Linked DNA regions of Pan troglodytes: regions 1 and 3 are each linked to region 2. The links are chromatin contacts, called in public Hi-C maps. All regions are on one chromosome and are shown on one strand. The core of a region is the stretch at or near the end of the contact, and the rest is flanking DNA. Distances in the headings are between cores, read along the strand shown.

Evidence for each region. Hi-C and Micro-C count contacts between places; a contact is called where the count stands out from the background.
Region 1: a contact with region 2 is called in a Hi-C map of stem cell-derived neural progenitor cells, with 3 times the contacts expected there. The contact joins the promoter of SHH here to the promoter of MNX1 in region 2. A contact is called at or near these places in 2 of 7 Hi-C or Micro-C datasets (induced pluripotent stem cells and stem cell-derived neural progenitor cells).
Region 3: a Hi-C map of induced pluripotent stem cells shows a contact between it and region 2, with 3 times the contacts expected there. The contact joins the promoter of EN2 here to the promoter of MNX1 in region 2. A contact is called at or near these places in 3 of 7 Hi-C or Micro-C datasets (induced pluripotent stem cells and stem cell-derived neural progenitor cells).

What each region holds. Positions count from the first base shown.
Region 1 is chr6:170,853,237-170,857,068 of NHGRI_mPanTro3-v2.0_pri, forward strand. SHH (sonic hedgehog signaling molecule) reads right to left here and starts at 1,528. Exons shown (of 3, transcript XM_001147185.7): 1 at 888-1,528. The coding sequence starts at 1,196.
Region 2 is chr6:172,056,221-172,060,236 of NHGRI_mPanTro3-v2.0_pri, forward strand. It overlaps MNX1 (motor neuron and pancreas homeobox 1), which reads right to left and starts at 1,710. Exons shown (of 3, transcript XM_001150658.6): 1 at 691-1,710. The coding sequence starts at 1,372. It overlaps LOC134810602 (a long non-coding RNA gene), which reads left to right and starts at 1,819. Exons shown (of 2, transcript XR_010159086.1): 1 at 1,819-2,328.
Region 3 is chr6:170,501,619-170,505,890 of NHGRI_mPanTro3-v2.0_pri, forward strand. EN2 (engrailed homeobox 2) reads left to right here and starts at 2,374. Exons shown (of 2, transcript XM_016945789.4): 1 at 2,374-3,852. The coding sequence starts at 3,159. LOC134810599 (a long non-coding RNA gene) reads right to left here and starts at 1,898. Exons shown (of 3, transcript XR_010159079.1): 1 at 1,770-1,898.

The sequences.
Region 1 (3,832 bases), core at 278-2,777, 1.2 Mb before region 2:
AGAAATCTCAAAGGAGGTGGGGAGAGAGAGAGGAATTCATATTTTGCTTAGCTTCCCCTCCCCCCACACTAATATTTATTCGCTCTTAATTCTTATGCAAGCAGGTTGAAAACTAAAGTGATGCAATGCCAATAAGTTCTAAGTCCCTCCCCTAAGGTACCTCGGGCTTGGAAGAACGAAAGAGCATCCTTAAAGAAATATCAATACATTCACACTCTGATGGGCACAATTGCGGACACGCAATCGCAAAGCCAGCTCTGCGATACAGCCAGGCACCCAGGGACGGGCGGAGTCTCCCCTGGAGCCCCTGCCTTTTGTCAGAACCGCCTCCTGGCTTTTCCAGTTGAGAATTCTTTGGTGGGGAGGTGCAGGGTGGGGGTAGTAGTGGGAAAGAAAACCACAGAGGCAACGGGAAACGTGGGAGCTCTGAGCTCCAATGCCCAAGGCTACGTTCGTTCGTTCGTACAGTGCCAGGAGACCACTTCATGTTTGTGGGAGGGGGATTCCCAGCCTCTCCTTCCATTTCCACTCCTGACTTGGAAAGGGCCGACGCCCCCAAAGTGAAGGTCTCCCCAAGTTACAAGCCAGGGCAGAGGTAGGATGGGGAAGGCCATTGTAGCAAGACTCATCAAATCAGGGCCATACTGAACCACGTCTGTTACCGTCCTCACCCCCACCACACCCTAAACTTCTCCAGCTGGACCCTTGACCTCCATTCTCCTCCAGGAAGAGGAAGAGATGGGGGGCGGGCAGGTGGGTGGGGAAGGAGCGGGTGAAATCACCTTCCTATCTGCCCGAAGAGCAAACAGAGTTAAGTCTGGAAGTGTTCGGCTTCTCGTAACCCCCTGGAAAGCCACACATTCCACGCCCCGGCGCTGGGTTCCTACCTGAGTCATCAGCCTGTCCGCTCCGGTGTTTTCTTCATCCTTAAATATGATGTCGGGGTTGTAATTGGGGGTGAGTTCCTTAAATCGCTCGGAGTTTCTGGAGATCTTCCCTTCATACCTTCCGCTGGCGCCTAGGGTCTTCTCGGCCACATTGGGGATAAACTGCTTGTAGGCTAAAGGGGTCAGCTTTTTGGGGTGCCTCCTCTTCCCGAACCCCCTGCCCGGTCCGCACGCCAGTCCCGAGCATACCAGCAGCGAGGAGACGAGGACTAGCAGCAGACATCTCGCCAGCAGCAGCATCTCGCCCATGGAACTGATGACTTCCGAGCTGTCCCCGTGCGGGTCCGTGCGCGAGTGCGCGCGGCGGGTGTGTGCGTGTGCGCTCTCTCTTGCGCTTTCCCTTCCTCGCTCCGGCTCGCCCGCTCGCTCTCTCCCTCGCTGGCTGCCTCGCTCTTTCTCTTCCTATATAACCTTGCCCGCCGCGGCTGCGGGGGACTCTCCACCGCTCCCCACCCAGACAGGGGCTGGAATGGCAGGCTGCCGGCCGCTGATAACGGAACACATCGGAGTTGGGTCGCGAGACAGCAATCAAAAGACAAAAAGAGTCTGATTTTAAATGGTAGCAAGCCTGGAGAGCTTGTGAGAGAGGCTGCCTTTAGCACTATATTATAGCTGCCAGGGGCGCATCTGATTGGCCAAAGCCGCACAAGCTTGTCTTCTGATGTTAACCCTGAAGAAGACTACATTTTTTTTTTCTGTTGCTGCTGTTGCTTTATTTTCACCTGAAGGCTTCCAGTTAAAAAAAAAAAAAAATCTTTCCTAAGATAAAGGTGGGCGGGAGGGAGGAGCGCATGTCTTGTGGTAACAGCAGTTACTCCCGGCTTTGTGTACATCCTTGCGTTTCCCCCTGACTTTCCCTGGAATGGTAGGTGCTTCAGTTAAAACCAACTTAAGTTTTTAAAGGACAGTTTAAACCCCCCCAAGCTTCAGTCATCAAGCACAGAGTCGCTCACACATTTGAGGGGCACAGCTGCCCAGCTGTTATTTAATTTTTCTTCCCCAGGGACTTTATAGTGCAGGCTGGCTCTCCCTGCATTTTGAAGAAAGAGGACTGAGCCCCTCCTGAAGACTCAGCCTCTGTGGACCGAGGATAATTATGAGTGACCATAACTTAAAGCACTGGTATTTGAAATGCTTTAAGCGCCTTAGAAAAATGTAAAAATACTGCTCTTTTATTGTGCTTCAATTAATACATTTTTTTTTTTTTTTTTTGTAGAGCTCTGCAAATGGGATGGAGGCGTGCTCAAGGGCAGGTACAGAGTGAACTGCGGGAGTCAGGGTGGATGGGCAAAGTAGGTCTGGGGGCTGCACCCCAGCACAAGGGAGAGAGTGGGGGCCAGTGTGTGCGCTGGGTGTGTGGAGGCCATTGCAGGGTGTGGGGGGGCAGGCGAGTGGGCGAAGCTGTGCTCACACAACCCCCACGATCGATCAGAGCAAAGTGCAGAGCCAGGGATGAGCTGAATGTGGAATTCAGGCTCCTTGCAAAGCTGGCCTTGTGTGGGGGCTCAGCAGGCCAGCAGTCTTCAGGCACAGGAGCCACCAGTCCTAGGGGCTGCAGCCCAAGGGGTCAGGGGCCCTGGGGGAACAGTGTTCTGGTTAACGAGGGGCTTCCTAGAAAGAGGGCACAGTGCCCAGGAGTTGGCAATCTTTGAGTCTATAATCACCTCACTTTTTGCAGAAAAAGGAAAAAAACTCAAAAGTCCTAAGTAAACCAGGAAAATAAAATTTGAAGCTCCCTCTCAACCCTGCTTTTCTTTCTTTCTTTTTTTTTTTTTAAAAAAAAAACAGATCATGCCCTTCCCCTTCTCAACCGCCATCCCACTCACGTGCAATGATTCCTCTAGCATAGGATTAGAGAGTGAGGGTTATTTACATGGAGGGGAAATCCTGACCCTGAGGAGTCATCAGATGCTGCAAATGTGGCCCTGTGAAGTTAAACACTCTCCCTTGACCCCAGGCCCTTGGAGTGGAGGGGGAGAGGCCCCCTGTGAAGCTCAGCCCTCAAATGATGGAAGTTTCCAGAAGTTCCCTTTGCAGATCAACTTTTTGTGTGTGTGGTGGGGGAGAGAAGGAGAGGAGCATCTTAGGACACATCTGTCTTGGGCATAAGAGGCTGAGCGTTAACAAGACTCGGTGGCCTGGGTCCCTTCTGGGAGGTTGACCCAGGCTCCCCATCCCACCTCTCTTTCTTGTTCCTTTCCGTGGTTTGTGACGAATCATGATCCCTGGAGGAGAGCACCATGGGGGAGCAGCGTCCACTTGACCAGGCCCCGGCAGTCTCCACTGAGCGGAGCTGGAGCTCAGCCGAGCCCAGGGATTCTCCAGGCGGTGTGTCTGCGCTGCCTGTCCTGTTCCCAGTAAAAACAGACACAAAACAGGACCCGTGTTCTCTCCAGAGGAGGCCGGCCTGTTTGATGTGTCTACCTGCACAGCATGTGGATGTCACATCACTGGGTGGTGCCTGGGCTGGACCAGCGACCTGGCCCAGTGGGACACTTGCAAACTTTTGACTGCCCTGCCTTCCACCCTTGGCATCTCCTCTTGCCCCAGTCCCTCCTCCTCCCCCTGTCTTTCCCCGCTACTTACTCCCTTACAAATGCAGGCAGAAGGCCCCCCACACGGGTTGCCACCCTGGGGCCTGAGAGATTGGGTGTGCAGCCCTGCCGGGAGGTGGCATGTGCACACAGCTCACCTCCGCAAGGGGCAGGGTGGGTGGGGTGTGCTTTGGAAGCAAAAGCCTGAGCTGCACAGAGTTCCTCGTGGGCACAGCTGGAAGTGGGGTGCCCCCAGGTGCGGTCAGCTCCCTCTTAGCAGAGCGCAGGGAGAAGACGTGGCTTGGCATTGAGCTTGGGTGACTCAGGGCATTTCCTGAAACCTCCCTGCCC
Region 2 (4,016 bases), core at 460-2,959:
GGCCCCACCTTGGAGGGGCATTCGTTACCTTGTTGGGCACCCAGGATTCCAGGCCAGGCACCTACTGTTTAGAGTCCCCCCATAGCTGGTTCAAGCCAGGCCACCTGCCTCGGCCATCGCACCCCGGATCCAACGCCCTTCCAGAGGAGGGCAGCGCCCTGGTAAGAGCCGGGGTTTCCCTGGGCCTTGGCCTTGCCTCCCCGGGCCTCCGAAGCCCATTTCTCTTGTTTGCTGCTCCTGAAGCACTCCCTCTCCCTGGAGGGGCCGCGGGTCTCTCTAACGCCCCAATGGGGGACCCGGCCCAAGTTCCTTTCCCCGGTGATAAGCCCTGACCCCCATTCCCGGGCCTGCCTAATTCAGGGCGCTCTCGGCTCGCCTTCCCCCGGCGACTTCCTTCTCCTGCAGCCTTCAGGTTAATCATTAGATCTCAGTCTCACACCTCCAACTGCCCCTTCCCGTTAAGAGAGGAAGAGAAGGCAAGGCCTGCGCATGGCCATTTTAATAATTCGCTGCCCGTCTCATGCCTGGGGGTCCGGGCGAGTCCTCGCAAGCCCCGGGCAGAGCCGAGGCGGCTTCGCAGCTCTTCCCCCGCTCGCTGGGAGCCAAGCGCAGAGAGGGGCAGGCGGTGCCGGTGGAGGATGCGCGAGGCCCTCCCGCCACGCGCATCCACGGGGGCCGCAGGGTACTCACAGTTGAAGTCGGGCATCTTAGGCAAGATCATGCCCGCTGTGGACGCGCGCAGCCACTGGTCCAGCTGGAAGGTGCCGGCGCCCAGCTTGATGGGGTCGGCGGGGTGCGCGGGATGCGCGCCTTGCACCTGCGGGTACGAGTAGGAGAGCGCCGGGTGCTGGCCCGCCAGCGCAGCCGCCGCCGCCGCCGCGGAGTAGCCGTAGACCGGGTGGCCGTAGAGCGCCGCCTGCGCCGGGAGGCCCGCGCCGCCCTGCGCGCCCCCAGGGTGCAGCCCCAGCGCCAGGCCCCCAGCTGCGGCGGCGGCGGCGGCGGCGGCGGCGGCGGCCGCTGCGCCCGGATGCGCGTGGTGGTGGGGCCCCCCGTGCCCGCCGCCCGTGCCGCCGCCGCCCGCGCCCAGGAAGCCCGGCTTGGGCAGCAGCGCGCAGTGCGCGGCCAGCAGGCGCGGCGGCGACGGGCTCTCGGCGCGCAGGCGGTCGGCGGGCGCAGCCGGCGGCTCCGAGGACGCGGGGCTGCAGCTGCCGCTGGTCCCGGCGCTCGCCCCGCCGCCGCCGCCACCTCCGGTGCCAGATGCGGCGGCGGCGAGCGACGTGACCAAGGCCAGCGGCGCGCTCTGCGCAGAGGCGGCTCGTGGGGGGTCCACCGCCAGCAGGGCGTCGATGCGGAAATTTTTGGATTTTTCCATCGGCTCGTTTGGGGCTGGCGCTCAGGGCCCGGTGGCGGGCGACGCGGCCGTGTGCGGGCTCGCGGAGTCAGTGCGTGCGGTGCAAGCCCGGGGGCTCGGTATTGTTATGGTGGTTATTTGCCAATAATCAAAGTCGCCGCCGGAAACTCAGCCGAGGGTGACCATGGTCCCGGCGCCTCCTCCGTGCGGGCCCCGCCCCGGGCCGCGCTCGCACAAACTCCCACGCGAGTGCTTCCCCGCGTCCGGGCCCGGGAGCCCGGTTCTTTGCGCTGCAGCTCTCAGGCGACCGCGCCGAGGCCGCTGCCGCCGTGGTGGGGACCCGCGCCCCTCCGCGCACTTGAAGCTCAGCGCGGCTTCCGATTGGCGTGCGCAGCGGGGACCCGGGGAGGGCCGCGGGCTCCGCCATTGGCCGAGGGGCGCACCTGTCACCGTCCCGGCCGCCCGCCGCCCCGCCCCCGCGCCGCGAGGTCCTAAGCAGCCCGGGCTGTTGCGCGGCGCTGGCGGGCGGGGACACCGCCGGGGAGTGGATACTCGGAGGCTCAACCTGGGGCCTCTGCCCGTCCTCCCCTAGGTGCGGAGCGGACGGCGGGCACTGGCAACCCCCGGGCCCCTGGAGAGCCCCGCGGCGGCCCAAGACCCGCTCCCGAGACACGTGGGCCCCTCCGGACTTGGTTGGTCCCTGGAGCCAGCTGCGCTCGTCCTCTCCGGCCTCCTTGTCGGCGCTGGAGTGGGTCCACGTCTGCCTTGCGGAGCGCGGTGGTTCCACGCTCCTGAGCGCCCACGCTGCGCAGACCTGGCCGATCTGCGAGGCGGCGGCAGCGCACTGAAGACCGTGGTGTTTCCCAAGCCCTCCCTGCTCCCGGGCCTCCAGGGCGCAGCAGGGGAGGGTTTTGTCCCCGTGGCCAAAGCTCTGCAGGTCGAACCTTATCTGCTGTGGGAAGGCCCCGCATTTTCAGGTGTGTGTGCGGGGGCGTGGGGGTGTAAACGCGCATGTGAGTGTGAGTTTGGCCTCCACGAATCCTCTCTGGGAGCCCCTGCCCCAGTCAAGGCGGAGACGGTAGATCTGGGCGCTCTGGCCTGCAGAACCCAAGTCGGCTTGCAGACGTCGCCCACGTGCCTGCTCGGTGGAGCGGGTCCTCGGTGACAAGGCTCTTCCTCGCTGCCGAGGGATGCCCGTGGGCTTGCGGGAGTCAAGGCCCACACACCTCGGCCCTGAAAAACCCGTGGGGCCCGGCATCCTTCGGAAGCCCTGCCGCTGCGACCCCCGGCCAGTCCCCGGGCAGGAGCGGGGAAAGGCTATGTCTGTCGTGCTGCCGGGGCCTCCTGGGAAGTGGAGAGGAAAGGGTTTCCCGTGAGTGAGCGAGGCACGGAGTGAGCATCCAGGTCTCACCCCCTCCCCCACACGCACACTTCAAATATTTACAGTAAAACCACTTCCAAGGGCGTTTTTGAAGCTGAAAGAATCAACACGGGGGTCGGGAAGTCAAGCGGCATCAACACCAGGCTTTGTCAATAGCGCCATTAGACCCAGTTATCTTCCCCAGCAAGCGTGAGAACTGGGAGGGAGTTCCAGGTTCCAGGGCTTGCTATGCAGGTGAGAGGTGAATAAAGGACCGGAAGGGGCTGTGGAGAGGGGAGAGAGCCAAAGAGAAACTCAGTGCCAGGTAAACTTCAAAATTAGCAGGCCAGGTTGCTACAAGAGGGATTTTTAAAAAGGCAAATATAGAGACCTTGCCACTTCTCCTCAAAAGGCTTTTGACCTAGGCGAGAGTCGATGACAGTGACTCTGTTGCCATGAGTGGTATCGTTTTCATTATAACACAGGGTAGTTCCCAGATGCACAGGACTGGTTGGAAGGTTAGGAGGATGGCAATGGATGAGTAACTGCAACTTGGAGTAAATGTGATCTGGCTTTGCAGAGCCGACCACTGGTAAAAAGAAATCCCAGGCATTCACATGGAGTTTGTCGTGCCTTTAGATGTCTTTGTGGTGACACAAATGCAGTTCTACCTCTCACTGGAGAGAGGGAAACACGTGCATTTCTTGAACACCTACTATGTGCTATGAGCTTTCTGCAATTCTCATCCGTAATCTTCACTATGACACTAGAAGGAAGATTTTTATCATCTCCGTATCTCCATTTTCTTTTCTTTCTTTCTTTTTTTTTTTTTTTTTGTATTTTTGGTAGAGACGGGGTTTCACCGTGTTAGCGAGGATGGTCTTGATCGCCTGACCTCCTGATCCGCGCGCCTCGGCCTCCCAAAGTGCTGGGATTACAGGAGTCAGCCACCGCGCCAGGCGCCCCCCACTTTTTTTTTTTTTTTTGAGATGGAGTTTTGTTCTTGTTGCCCAGGCTGGAGTGCAATGCCATGATCATGGCTCACTGCAACCTCCATCTCCCAGGTTCAAGCGATTCTTCTGCCTCAGCCTCCCCAATAGCTGAGATTACAGGCATGTACCACCAGGCCAGGCTAATTTTTGTGTTTTTAGTAGAGATGGGGTTTCACCATGTTGGTCAGGCTAGTCTCGAACTCCCGACCTCAGGTGATCCACCCACTTCAGCCTCCCAAAGTGGTGGGATTACGGGCATGAGCGACCGTGCCCGGGCTATCATCTCCATTTTCTAGAGTACAAGTTCAGAGAG
Region 3 (4,272 bases), core at 1,124-3,623, 1.6 Mb before region 2:
CTCTCACCTTCCTCCTTTCCAGGAGAGCGACCCACGAATTCCTCTTCCTCCAGCCAACCCCACGGCCCAGCCCGCAGACCCTGCGCAGGCAGGTCTCCGCCCACCGGCCCGCCGGGCGCCCTGGAGGTGACGCTCTGCTTCCCAGAGTCTCTGTTGCAGCCACGAATTGGGGTCTGGGTCGCAGGAAAGCACAGGGCTGAAGCCCAGCGTCTTGGGGCCATTTATACTGAGGCAGTCAGAGGCAAAGAGTCCTAAGAATTCAGAAAATACTTCTCAGGAAGCCGCCTAATTGGCTTTCATGGGACAGGTGGAGCCAATAACCTGGGATGGTTTTGCAGGAACCAAAGAGCTCAGGGCCCCTCCTCCCCCTATACCATGTTCAGGAGACCCAGAGTCGTTGGACCCTCCCTTTCCTGACTGGTGATCATCAGAGTTTCCAGAGTTGCAGAAAATTCTCCCCCCCAAAAACCAAGTAAGTGTCAATAAGACTTCCCACAAACTCCCACCAGCCCTATTTTCCTGGGGGCAGGTAGACTGTGGGGTTTGATTTTTTGAGACTCGGGGAGGACCCCTGGCAGATGTGTGCCTAGCCAGAACATTTGGTAAGGACTCCTCCAATGAAGAAAAAGTGGAGGAATCCAGCCCCAGCGAGAAGAGGCTTCCCCACCCTGCCCTAGACACACAGGACAGAGGGCACACTCTGACCAGAGCCATGTCCAGTGGCCAGGAGGCCAGCCCAGCACCTCCTCCCCCACCATTCCCGTCCTGGGCGGGGGGTAATTTTCCTGGGAGCAGCGCTGTGGGAACTGTCGTTTCTCATCCCAGCCCAGCCAGCACTCTGAAGCCTGCAGGGTAAGGACAGCACCTGGGATGGACACTGGGGAGGGAGCTTCGCAAGGCCAGGGTGCAACCTTCAGGCCCCAGGTGGCCTGGCAGGCCACACTGCCTCGGAGATGCTTGCCAGACTCCCCAAGTTCACTCAGGGCCTGGCAGCAACCTGCTGGCTGCCTCTGCGGGGGTCTGGGTTGCTGAGCACGTTGCAGCTGCCCAGGGCCAATCAGCCCTAGGGTGTCCGTGCCAGGCTGCGGCCTCCCCGCCTCCCCCGCACTGAGGGTACTCATGGCGTGCAAATGCTCCCGCACCCCCAGAGCTGCCCTATCGGATGTTTCCAGGAATTCACACATTTCCATAAAAATGCATTTTAAATGATGGACAGGCGAGCCTGGGGTAACAACGGGTGTTTGGTGGGTAGACAAGAGCAAATGGGAAGGAGCCCGAGGGAGGAGGGGGAAGAGAAGAGGAAACAGAACTTCCAGTTGGACATTCTGACAACAGCTGGAAGGAAAGTCTAGAAAAGATGAAGAGAGAGGAGGGGAGAAACCAACTGGGGCTCCCACCCTTGCCGTTGGATTCCTAATTCTCGTTTCAAATGGGCCCTGCTCTCCTGCAAAATTAGTTTAAAGGATTTTAAAACAAAGAAAACGAGATGACCGGTCTGGGAGCGCCTCAATCAGAGTAGAGAAGTTAGAGGGGGGCGGGCGACTTGGTTTTGAAGTCTTAGCTGAACAGTCACCCCTCCTCTCCTTGGCAAAAAGGATTCCTTTAGAACCTCCGAGGCGCCTGGATTTCTCCCTTCGCAAATGGAGCCGCATACTGCATTCCCCCGCTCTTTCGGATCGCTATGCATGTTTCATGAGGGTCGCTGTCCCCGGGTGGAATGCGGCCGTATGCACGCGCCTCCCTGCACACGCACACACACGCACACTTACAATAAGTGTCTGCAGGAGGAGTGTCCTGCGTGCCAGCTCTGCGTTTAAGACAGGAAGCTGCCGGGTTACCGAGTCAAATGGGAGTGACACTATTCCTCTCCATCAGCAAGGAAAGCGGACCACAAAAGTCCCTTTGTATCTCCGCAGCTCATTTAATATTATTTATGCATTTTTGTGCAAGGAATTGTGGGATTTCGCCCCACGGTAAACAATATGGAAATCTTAAAAATAGCGATCTTCCTGTGCGTGTCCACCTACGCGCCCCGGGGTGACCTGGCAGGGCTGTCGCGGGGTGACTCAGATCCCTGAACCGCGAAGCGACAGGGAAAGCGCGGGCGAGCGCAGGAGACGCGGTCGGGGGTCTCTCCGGGTTCCTGGGCTCCCGCACCCGGAGCGGGGGACGCGGCCGCTTTAAGGGGAGGAGGGGCGGCGGGCCGCTCCTGTCACCCAGCGGCGGCCGGAGCGTCACGTGGGCGCGCGGCGCCGCGGCCATTGGCCCGAGGCACGTGTCCAGGAGACCGGCCTGCGACGTCACTCGAGGGGGCTCTGTTAAAAATAAGAACAAAAATCCAGAGTGAAAGTGTCTCAGGTTGCGCCGAGTGGCCTGGAAATTTCCGAGCCCGCGCGGAGGCCGAGGCGGCGAGGGCGGCGGACGGCCGGGGAGCGCGGGCGGCCCAGCCCGGCCCGGCCGGGCCCTGGCCTCGCGTCTCTCACCCATGCGACTCGGGCCGCGGAGCTCTGCGGGGCTCGGCGGGGGCGCGGCCGCACGCCGGTGGGGCGCCCCGGCCCGCAGCGGGGCGGCGGCCGCGAGGAGGGGGCCTCCATGTGCGTGCGGGCGGTGGCGGGTGCGCTGACCGCGGGCGCCCGGCACCCTCGAGGGCCGGCTAGGGCGCGCGGGCGGGGACGGCCGGGCGGCGGCGGCGGCCGGAGCCGGCCCGGGCGGGCGTGAGCGCCGGGGAGCGCGCTGCCTGCATGCGCGCAGCTCTCGCCCCGGGCGGCCCAGGCGGCGGCGCCGGAGCCCGAGGCGGCCGGACGCGGAGAGGAGCGGGGAGCCCGGGAGGCGGCCCGCGTCCCCGCCGGACCAGTGCGTCTGTCTAGACCCCGGCTGCGCGGCGAAGTCGAGGACTTGGCTCTGTTGAATCTCTCATCGTCTGGGCGAGCGGGGCGGCTCGTGGTGTTTCTAACCCAGTTCGTGGATTCAAACGTGGCTCCGCGCCGAGCGCGGCCGGCGACTTGTAGGACCCCAGCGCTGGCCGCGGCCGCCGCGCACGCCCTCGGAAGACTCGGCGGGGTGGGGGCGCGGGGGTCTCCGTGTGCGCCGCGGGAGGGCCGAAGGCTGATTTGGAAGGGCGTCCCCGGAGAACCAGTCTGGGATTTACTGTGAACAGCATGGAGGAGAATGACCCCAAGCCTGGCGAAGCAGCGGCGGCGGTGGAGGGACAGCGGCAGCCGGAATCCAGCCCCGGCGGCGGCTCGGGCGGCGGCGGCGGCGGCGGCGGTAGCAGCCCAGGCGAAGCGGACACCGGGCGCCGGCGGGCTCTGATGCTGCCCGCGGTCCTGCAGGCGCCCGGCAACCACCAGCACCCGCACCGCATCACCAACTTCTTCATCGACAACATCCTGCGGCCCGAGTTCGGCCGGCGAAAGGACGCGGGGACCTGCTGTGCGGGCGCGGGAGGAGGAAGGGGCGGCGGAGCCGGCGGCGAAGGCGGCGCGAGCGGTGCTGAGGGAGGCGGCGGCGCGGGCGGCTCGGAGCAGCTCTTGGGGTCGGGCTCCCGAGAGCCCCGGCAGAACCCGCCATGTGCGCCCGGCGCGGGCGGGCCGCTCCCAGCCGCCGGCAGCGACTCTCCGGGTGACGGGGAAGGCGGCTCCAAGACGCTCTCGCTGCACGGTGGCGCCAAGAAAGGCGGCGACCCCGGCGGCCCCCTGGACGGGTCGCTCAAGGCCCGCGGCTTGGGCGGCGGCGACCTGTCGGTGAGCTCGGACTCGGACAGCTCGCAAGCCGGCGCCAACCTGGGCGCGCAGCCCATGCTCTGGCCGGCGTGGGTCTACTGTACGCGCTACTCGGACCGGCCTTCTTCAGGTGAGCCCGCGGGGACCACGCGTCCTGGCTCGCCGCGGGGAGGCCCGCGGAGCTGGGGGGCGGTGCTGGCGCGGGAACTTACCGGGAGGAAAACATCTCGAACCTCCCCCGCACACACGCACAAAGACTCACGCGACATTGTGTGAAGCTGACGCCGGCCCGGGCAGCGGCCAGGAGTCCAGCGGCAGGACTGATTCGCTAGGGGGTACAGACTTCTTAGGACCGCAGAAGGGACCTTCTTTCTTTCTCTGTCTCTCTCTCTCCTTCCTCTCTCCCTGTCTCCCCTCTCTGTCTTCCCCCCCCCCCCGGGGCATCTCTTCCCAGCCCCTAGCCCATGTCTCCCCCACTGTAGTTTTTTTTGGTGGGAACGGGGTGGCTGGAAGATGGGCCCGGAAGTGCACACTCTCATCCCCTTCCCTA